Linked DNA regions of Gossypium hirsutum: region 2 is linked to region 1. The links are chromatin contacts, called in public Hi-C maps. All regions are on one chromosome and are shown on one strand. Each heading gives the region's core, a stretch centred on a gene start, on an enhancer-like site or on the middle of the called end of the contact. The rest is flanking DNA. Distances are from core to core; before and after follow the strand shown.

Region 1 (5,187 bases), core at 1,667-4,166:
TCATGGTAGACCAGATGCAGGCCATAATAGCTTAACCCAACTAAGTGGAAAATTAAAGTACAAATAAAACCTTCCGCACGAAAGACCACTCTAATTAACTTGTCGTATGCCTTCTCGAGATCAAGTTTGATCATCATAGCTCCTACCTTGTTTTACATTTGATTTAATAAATGTATAATCTCTTGAACAATAATAGCATTATCTGAAGTTTAGCAGCTAGGTAGAAATCTTCCATTGGAGAAAAAATATTTTGGAGGATTGGTTTGATCCTAGCAGCCATTATTTTTGTGATAATTTTATAGGTCATGTTGCTTAAACTAATGGACCGAAATTGAGTGATTGAAGGTACTTCTTGACACTTGGGAATAATGGCAATTAATGTATTGAATCTTACCTATGGCCAACAACATTGAAAGAAAAATGGGCGTAATCCATCCGGATCCGGAATCTTTCTAGGCTTTAGGACCATGCTGCTTTAGCTTTTTATAGGTTAGTTAGATAGATGTGGCAACAAATCATGCAAGTGAGTGTTGGAAATTTCGGGCCACAGGAAATCCGTTTGAGGAGGAACCATATAGATTCACGTTTGCAACTTTGGAATGACATTGTAAGTGCAAAATTACCTATTAAAAGGTGTCATTCATACAAAGGGCTTGGGCTTCTTTTTAAGTTTTCTTTTATCACAAAAGCAATTAAATGTACTTCAATCGAATGGCAGTAAAGTAAATAGCAAGCCAATGAGTAAAAAGGTGAAGAACTAAGTCTGCATGTTCTCAAGAAAATTTGTCTTCAATCATATTTAATGATAGAAGGTTGTCCAAAAGTGGAAAGGAAATTAAGAAGAAACAAAACTGCTATTATAAAATGATATCCATTTTCGGTATTAAAACATAATCCATCTAGTTGATGTTAGTAAGTACTCATTTAATTTTTATTTAATGCATCAATGTTACCGAATTTTTTATCAAATTTTGTTTATAGGAATGGTATCATTTTCTTCTTTTCAATATTATTATTATAATAATAATTACTAATTAAATATTTTAAAATATCACTTTTATTTGCATTACTAAATACTTAATCAAGATTCTTTAAAAAATCCATGCTTCTTCAACCTCCATCTTGTTATGATTAAAGATGGGGTAATTTGACAACTTTTTTTTATTTAATTTAATTACTTCATTAGTGTTCACCATTCTAGAATATCCTCCCCATGTTGAAAGCCCCAAACTTTATGTCCCATCTTTGAAGCCAAATGCACTTAAACATGTGCTCTTTTTATCCCTTAATAATGCCTTTCCCTTTAATCTTTCATGCATTGTGCTCCATTTCAACGAGGAAAAAACACAGATGCTTTATTGACCAAACAGAACGTTACCAATCCACAAAGGTCATGTCAATGTTGTTTTGTTTTCTTTAATGTAAATTATAACTGTTGATTGGACCATAGAACTCAAGTATTAAAGCCGCCCCTTTGGCTAAAAAAGCACAAGAGAGGGGATTTTATCTTTGTTGATTTTTCTTTTTAGAAATCTGTTCAGTTTTGTCACTTGAAAACGATGGTGTGAAGCTTTATGTTGTTTAACCACTGGCATATGAGAAAAAAGCCTGGTGAAACCCAGGAGGCCCATACCCTACTTAATTTTTTTAGGGCTTCATTTTTTGTATTTGCAACCCAAATGATAAAAGATGAGTTTACTGCAATTTTAACCTCTCTACTGTTGAAAATATAATATTTTAGTTCTTGCACCTTAATTTTGAATGATAACTAACATAGCATTAAATTTAAAAAAGAAAACTTAAACAACCATTTAATCTAATACTATCATTCTATCAACAACAAACAAACTAATGTGCAAAATCCAATGCGACTAAAATAAAATTTTATAGAGGGCTAAGCTTTAACCGACAAGTGTAGAAGCATAAAGTAAGATCGTCTGACATTACCTTTTTTGGGCCAATGTAAGGATTGTCATCATTTCCTTGTACCGTAATAACCTTGTTTTGCAACTAGATGTAATCATGAGTAAGGTTATTCGATCTGGCCCAAGACCTACCTGAAAAATGGGAGGATTTAGGTAAAAATATAGGCACGAAATATAGGTTTTGGCAAAAAAATGAGGTCCAGTGCTTGGGTAAAATTTTTTTAGCCCAAGCCCAGCACGGCCTAGCCCGAATTATATATTAAGCTTAGCAATTTTTTCTCGGTCCAGACTTAGACAAATTTTTAGACCCATATTTCAGACTAAACCCGGGCTTAAAAACGGGCCTAAAATTTTGTCTGGGACCGGCCCAACTCGGCCATGATCACCTGTATTTGCAACGAGTAATGCTATTGATTATATTACCTTGCTGTTCAAGTCATTTTTTAATCTATTCTGTTCATAGCTGTTGAACCACTGAGATCACTGATTCAAATGTATAATTGCACGATCCCATGCCTCTCCAATAAAAAAAGGGACTTACACACAACTTTCCTGCAAATACAAATTCCTAATGAACATGATTCCTTAGATCAGTTGAACTTGTTATGAAAAATATGGGTTTTTGGGTTATACATTGTTCAAATATAACTATAAACCAGACTATCAGTTAATTTAAAGGAATATAAAAGAACCTGCATACTTAGTCTGTGACTCTGTTCATCCCAAACCCTGGTTTCTGCAAATGGGAAATTTGAAGCAGGTGAATTGTCACCTTCAGATGGAAACTCATTATTTAAGAAATGGTATATATAAATGTATAAAAAAAAAGTTACTTGAGAATAAAACCTGAAATTGATGAAGGAAAAGAGACATTTGGCTTGTAATTAGTTATCGGGTCACTACAATATCATATTCCCCATCTACTTTCCTTTTGCCCCTCACCAGCCCCCGGTCTTCAACAACCCCTCTTCTCCTCTGTTTCTTTCATACCACTTCTAATTTTGGATAACCCATTTTCACCATTCTTTCACCCCAATTAATCATCACTTCCATGTTAGTTTTGCAGTGAAAACAAAGCCAACCTACTTTTCAAAACCCCAAAAGCATAAAAAGGAAATACTTAAATGGTTTTCCATGTGGTTTAATTTGGTTTTCTAGAATATTATTAGGTTGTCTTTAATGTAATTTAACGTAATGTCACTTCATGTTTGCCTAATCCTATATTGTTTCAACCTTCTTTAAATCAAACCCCATTTTCTCTGATTCTCTCACCAGTCAAAACATTGTTCTCCACGATTGCAAAAGCAAAAAAAAAATGAAGAACAGTAACAGTAATACCAAGCTAATCCTCCTCCATCCTTATATCCAAAAACAAGGCAGCTCTAGCAGATTATGGCTTCTTGCCTTCATTTCCTTTTTCACTATTGCCTTCCTTTTAACTCTCATATACACCCGAGAGTCTGTTTCCGGTAGAACTACAGCAGCCGTAAGGACAACCGTGAGAGGCCCCGGCTCATCTGTGTCCGCCTTTGGTGGTGGTGGTGGTGGTGGTGGTGCACTATTGCCCACCACCGTCATCAACACCCTTCTCCATTATGCTTCGAGATCCAACGACAGTTTCCACATGACATATGCGGAGCTGAAGCCGATCTCTGATGTCCTACGTAAATGTTCCTCCCCATGCAACTTCCTCGTTTTCGGTCTAACACAAGAAACCCTCCTGTGGAAAGCACTGAACCACAATGGCCGCACCGTTTTCATCGACGAAAACCGGTACTACGCGGCCTATTTCGAAGAGTTGCACCCCGAAATCGACGCTTACGACGTCCAATACACGACCAAGGCAAGCGAAACGAGAGAGCTCATAGCATCTGCTAAAGCACAGATCCGGAACGAATGTAGGCCGGTCCAAAACCTGCTGTTCTCAGATTGTAAGCTGGGAATCAATGATTTGCCGAACCATGTTTACGAAGTGGATTGGGACTTGATATTGATCGACGGGCCAAGAGGCGAAGGAGACGAAGGCCCTGGAAGGATGCAACCGATCTTCACGTCGGGGGTGCTTGCAAGAAGCAAGAAAGGGGGCAATCCCAAGACGCATATATTTGTTCATGATTATTATAGAGATGTGGAGAAGATGTCTGGGGATGAGTTTTTGTGCAAGGAAAACTTGGTGGAATTGAACGGAGTTCTAGCACATTTCGTGGTGGAAAGAATGGAAGAGAATAGCTACCAATACTGTCGCAACAAGAACATCAATACATCAAGGAAAGCTTCATCTTCATCTTAGTTCATGAATGTGATGATCATAAATACATAACAGTCCCAAGCCAAGGTGTCAAAAATGGTATAAAGGGAGGTGAATACGGATTATTTATCATCATTTGGAAACATTTTATAGATGGATCTTTTCTTTGTTGGGGATGGTGTTCGTGTAAAAAATAATTTTGTATTTGGCAATGAAAATTGTAAGCTCATAGAATCAGAAGATCCAGAACTTACCAAAAAAAAGAAAAAAAGAGACTTTCATAATTAGGCTTTGTATATTGGTATAGTATGGTGATGATAAAAGGTGAAAAAAAGAACACCAAGATGGATAATGTACGATGAAAACTTACTATGAAAAATTATGGTTTGAAATTGTGAAAAGTTAGCAAATATAAAGTTGTATTTAATGTGATGTCACCTCATGTCAGCTAATCTTTTAATAAGTTGTTGCAAAATATCTATATTTGATACCCAATGAATCCAACAAAGTTACCATATTATAAATTCATTGATATTTTATTTTTTGCCAAAATATTACCTAATTCATTAATAATATAGTACGATTAATATAGTAAATATAAGTTCATATTTGTTTATTGATAATTAATTTCATTGATAGGTTCACTCTCTGTTTGAGAGTGAGTGTTCAATCGAATCAAATTGAATGAAAAATTTTGAGTTGATGAATCATATTTTATCATCTTAATTTGATTTAAAATTTTTTAGAATTGAGTCGAGTGAGATGGAATTCGAATCGAATCAAACCTAATATATTTGTTCGAATTAAATTAAAAGAATGACTTTGGGTCATTTTAGCCATTGTCATATACCATAATCAAATTTGTTATTAACTTCCATTCCCTCATAATTTATTTATTAATCTTTTATATATGTGTTAGCTTATTTGTTTGCTTAATTACTTCAATTATCTTCTGATTTTTATCACAATCTATTTTAAAATTAAAAATATATATATATTAAAAGTAAAAAAAAT
Region 2 (5,367 bases), core at 1,357-3,856, 38 kb after region 1:
ATAAATTTATCCCTTAATTTTTACATATTATATTGATTTAGTCAATTGTTTTAAAAGTTAACCTTAAGAAATTTACAAATGATCTTAATTTGATCCTAATTCTAAAAAATTTAAAGAAATATATAAAAATACATAAATATTTTCAAAACAACAATGATAAATTTTAGAAAATATAAAAATAAAAAATATTGTTGAAAAAAATAATATATAAAATTTTAAAATATAAAAAACACACAAATAATTTTTAAAAAACAATAATTTTGAATTTTATATTAATATTAAATAAAAATAATTATTTTTATTTTTATTTTTATTTTAAAAAACCCAAACCCCCTCCGCCTCCATCTCTCACATTTTGGATAATTTAATTTTAATATATACATTTTGTATATATTTTAATTTTAAATAATAATTTTGGATAATTTTAATTTTGTTCAGTTCTTTTTTTTTGGTTTGTTCATATCTTTATGGTATACTGCAATTGACTGGCTAATCATGTAATTGCAGAAAGTGCTAGACTGCTTGATGGGCTGAGACTACCATAAGAAGATTGCCACACGGAATGAATCAAACTCACTAGAACGTTCAGCATCATATCATGTGTTTTTCTTGCCGCATGCTTCTTTCCTTGCCAATAAACACGGGGGACGGTGGTCGGGGGGTTTAATTTAATATAAATATAAATATAAATCTAATTTCAAAGTCAACTAAAGGTGATTTTGGATGGGCGATGCGTTTACCCGCGGTTAGTATAAAAACAGCGGTGGCGGTGAAATTAGACACTATAGCGATACTGTAGCGTGAGACAAAAAGTAAACTAAACGCACCGCATCGCACTTAATCGTCCATCCAAACCCACCCTAAGAAATAAAAGTAGTAGTTGCACTTGTAAGCACTTCACATGCACCAATAGGTCGACCAAGCTAGTTTACACTTGAATTTGACTAGAAAAAGATAAATGATGATAAACATAATACAGAAATAGAAAAAATATTATCAAGGTCTCTATTTTAAGAGTTAAATTTTATTTTATCTCTTCTATTTAAAAAAGAGATAAATTAATTTCTATATGTTAAATAAAAAATTAAATCGATTCTTTTAGTTAAAAATTAGTATGATTGACGGAATAACTAGACAATGACACAAAATGTATCATTTGTACATCATACTGATATATCAATTTTTTGAATAAAAAAAGACAAAATTACAAATCATTTTTAGGATGATTTTTTGAAGAGATACACTAACACTGCTCAATTGATCATTTTTAGTAACATAGACTAGTGGGGTTTAAATAATAAAAACAAATCATTCTTTTATATTCAATTGGTTAGGATGAGTACAACATTTATTTAACAAATTTCACTTCAAGAAATTATCATTAACGGTCAGGTCAAATTATTATCTCATCAATTTTTTAATAAATAGATTTGATCCTTACGTTCATTCAATCACATCAATTTCACCATCTGTATAGCTTCCTACCAATTTATTCCATTCTGCTTGGTATGTTGGATTCAACATCAAAAAATATTTACATTTGATTTTATCTTTTATAAAAAAGTTTTACTTAATACGAAAGAAACAAAAATATATAAAAAAATTATTTATATTATAGGTTCTGATCATATTAAATTATAAGATGTAATGTTTAGAACTACTCATAGCTAGAGCTAATTCATATCTGTTATTTTTGATGCAATGTTTAAAACTATTCATAGCTAGAATTGATTTTGGGCCGAGTCAGGTCTCAACCAAATTTTAAGGTTATTTTTAGGCCTAGACTCGGTCCGACCCAAAAAATAGACTTAAAACTTTGTCTAGGCCCGACCCGAATTATAGAAGCCAAACCTTAGCCCGTATTAATTTTTTTAAATTATTTTATTATATACAACAAATTTTAAAAAATATATAATATATCAAAAACACTTAAAAAATTTAAAACAAATATTAAAACAACAAACAAATTGAAAATACATAAAAAAATACTTATACTAAGATAGTTGTAATAGAAATAGTAGCAAGATTACCAATACAACATAAGTCCTACAATATTCAAATGATATTAAAAATGACACCGAAATGAAATTAAAAACAACAACGTAACAATAGTAAAAACGCACAAAAAAACAACACCCAAACAACAAAAAAACAAAAAAAATAAAAGCAAAAATAGCACCAAAAATGATAGAAATTTTTTATTAAAAATAGTTATTTTATTTAGGCCCGAACTAAAAAAAATTTTATCCAAGGCCTGACCCATTTAGAAAATGGATATTATTTTTTGTTTAAACCTAATTTTAAATTTATCTAAACCTTCTAATTTTTCAAATCGGACAACCTAGTCCATAATCAGTCTACCTATAAATCCTCTCTAATCTATAAATTGTCTATTATCTATAATCTCCAATCCTTGAATTACGCATATTCACTTATTTTTTAAAATTATTGTAATAATAATATAATTTTAAATAGAAATGGGAAATAAAATTATGATTAGATATGGGAAGTTTGTGTCCGTGATTGAAGAAAATATAATTGAGGTTGAACAGAGGCACGTGGGGATATATAGACAAAGAACAGGAGTGCGGCTTCCATGAAGCAGAGCCGACTGCCAAAAGTCAAAGACGGAAAGGCAGCATCGACCAAAGCCAAAGAGAAGGCGTGCTCCTTTCACCTGCCCAATTTCTTGACTTTCTCATCCACACATTTCTTAATTCTAATATATTTTAGTATCAAAATTTGATTTTGTTTCCCTTATAAATATAAATTTAAACTCCATAGGATAGTTTGATGGTTAAACGTATTCATTATTTTAGATGTGATTTGAATTTGAGTCATATTAATCAAGCTCGATCTTATTGTAATTCACCAAAAACAGAAGAGTTAATCAAAATTCGTAAACATAAAGAGTGGCCATGAATCTGGATTTGATTGATGTGTATATAATATCCTATTGCAAATGGATCAGCAAAGATTTAAAATGTGTAGTTTTGGTTTGAAATGTCGAAAGAAAGAGAGTAGGATAGTTTGGACTTTTAGAAACAAAAGTTGGAATTAGAGTGAAAAAAGGAAGAATTCAAGAACTTTCAGTTAAAGTTAGGTGGATGTTTCAAATGCAAATCGAATAAAATACCTTGATTGCTTCTTCTAACTTAGAACCAAAGACGAGGTCACCATTTTTTCATAATAAAAAAAACAACACATAATAATAAACCACTAATACATCTCCTTATACTATATTTGCTATAAAACAATTAAGTTACACAAATTTGGGGATAGACTTTGGTGGTGATTTACATAGTTGAAAGCTATTAAAATGGAGGTTTAGGAGTGTAGTGATGGCTATGGTTGATTTCTTTTTTTCCGTTTTTCTCACCATTTCTCTTGATATTTATATAAGAATAAGGGTTTGGAGTGTGTTCCTCGTTACATGAGTGCTTCTTTAGTAGAGTTCAATTTAGACTTAGATTAGAGTATGATCTAAATGCATTGCGATATAAAGTTGGCGTGCTTGGCAAGTTGGAAAAAATTAATGAAATTGGATCTAACATCAGGGGCGGAGCCAAGGGGGCTGGTAGGGGGTCCAGTCTCCCCTAAAATAAAAAAATTTTCATTTAAGCCCCTTTATGATTTATAAAATTTTAAATTGATAATGGTAAAATTGTACTTAGACCCCTCCAAAAATGGTAAAAATTTAATTTAATCCTTTTAAAATTATAAAGATATATACTATTAAAATGGTGAAATTACATTTTTTACTATTGTAAAAATATATAATTTAATTCTGATCCCCTAAAATTATTTTTGACTTCGCCCCTACTAACAGTTGTCCTTGATGGCATTATAGTGATGTCTATTATAGTGTAGGGTGTTAAGGTACGTGGTATAACAATCCATATTGATTTATAAATGTTAAACCTTAAATCTAAATTTTAATTATTCAAATAAAAAATTTAAATGAAAAATATTTTTCAAAATAAATCACTTTAAGTTAATAAATTTTAAAATTTTAAAATCCAAATTCAAATACAAATTTAACTTTTTAAGTGATAAAAAAAAGGTTGTATGCAATAATATTGTAATTTCATTTGTAAAATTATGAAAACAAAACATTATTATATAAAAAAACTTAAATATTAAAAACTCTCTTAAAACAATTAAAAATAATTAAGTTTCTAATATAAGATCACACTCATTTGCGGTGTTTTAATTGAAAACTAACAATCAATTAAGCCTTTAAACGTATGTTACCATTGAAGCTCCAACAAAAGATACATGGCAGATGAGGATGACTTTTTATTGGGGACTTAATTGACTTTTCAATTATTTTATGAGGTTTTTTTTTAAATATCTAAGTTAAAAATTATTTAAAAATATAAAAATTATTTTAAATTTAAGCTATATATCAATTTTTTTAATATTATAAAAAATTACACTAATTTCTAAAAAAAAATTGTGAAAATTTTCAAAACATTCTAATTTTTCAAATGCGAAGAAAATTCCAAAATGTTCTAAAATTTCTAAAATAAAAATGAAAAACTTTTAAAAATAAAATTAAAAAACCAATCAATAATAAAACCTTTATGAGAATTTCATTAAACTATGCATGAAAAAAATCTTAACTTTTTTCTAAGAACTAAACTGCTCCTTTCTTTGGAGAGCACTCTCGAAAATTTGGCCCTTCCTCTGTGAGAACACTCTCTCGTCTGTAGGTAATGGTAATACCATAAAGTGTTGGAAGGACAATTGAATTCGTGAAGTTGGACCTTGGATAAATCTTATTCCGTCAGAAATAACCTTGATGAAGATTGTTTCCTCCACAATATGGTAATTGAGGAGGGCTTGTGGAACTTAGATTTATTTCGGGTTAGGTTGTCGAATGAGATTATAAGCCTTATTATTAGCATTCCTCCCCCACACCCTTGCATTGGGTTGGATAAAGTCACTTGGACAGGAACTTCAACAGGATCTTTCACTATCAAGAGTGCTTATAAGCAGATTAAAGGAAACTTGTGGAATTTGAGAGATGAAACTTGGAATATACCGTGGCAGTATCAAGGGCCGCTGAGGGTTCAGATGTTTATTTGGTTAGTTCTTAAGCATCGTTTACTCACGCAAGTGGAGAGGCTTAAGCGCAGTTTAACAAACGATGATCATTACATGATCTGTAGAGCAATTCCGGAGGATACCATCCATGCGATCAGAGACTGTAGGGCAGCAAAAGCGGTCTGGTCGCTTATTGTTCCAATAGAGAAGTAAGCCTGGTTTTTGCCGGGACTCTGTAGGAGTGGCTCATGTCTAATTTGCAAAATAACCAAAAACTCGCCTCCGATGAGGTAGTTTGGTCAACTTTATTCAACCTTG

Evidence for each region. Hi-C and Micro-C count contacts between places; a contact is called where the count stands out from the background.
Region 2: a Hi-C map of leaf shows a contact between it and region 1, with 3 times the contacts expected there. The contact joins the enhancer-like site here to the promoter of LOC107913220 in region 1. A contact is called at or near these places in 13 of 34 Hi-C or Micro-C datasets (anther, callus, fibers and 3 more).

The regions. Positions count from the first base shown.
Region 1 is chrD11:26,311,224-26,316,410 of Gossypium_hirsutum_v2.1, forward strand. LOC107913220 (protein IRX15-LIKE) reads left to right here and starts at 2,917. Exons shown (of 1, transcript XM_016841741.2): 1 at 2,917-4,605. The coding sequence starts at 3,241. The coding sequence ends at 4,215. It overlaps LOC121223029 (a long non-coding RNA gene), which reads right to left and starts at 2,696. Exons shown (of 3, transcript XR_005920376.1): 1 at 2,626-2,696; 2 at 2,349-2,477; 3 at 1,773-2,057.
Region 2 is chrD11:26,349,590-26,354,956 of Gossypium_hirsutum_v2.1, forward strand. No RefSeq gene overlaps it. Among protein-coding and RNA genes, the nearest start is that of LOC107913218, 14 kb to the left of the region's middle. Within about 2 kb of position 2,607, at least 3 of the 9 cell types and tissues checked have an H3K27ac peak or open chromatin away from gene starts, as enhancers often do. A contact at or near this core is called in leaf, where this site is marked.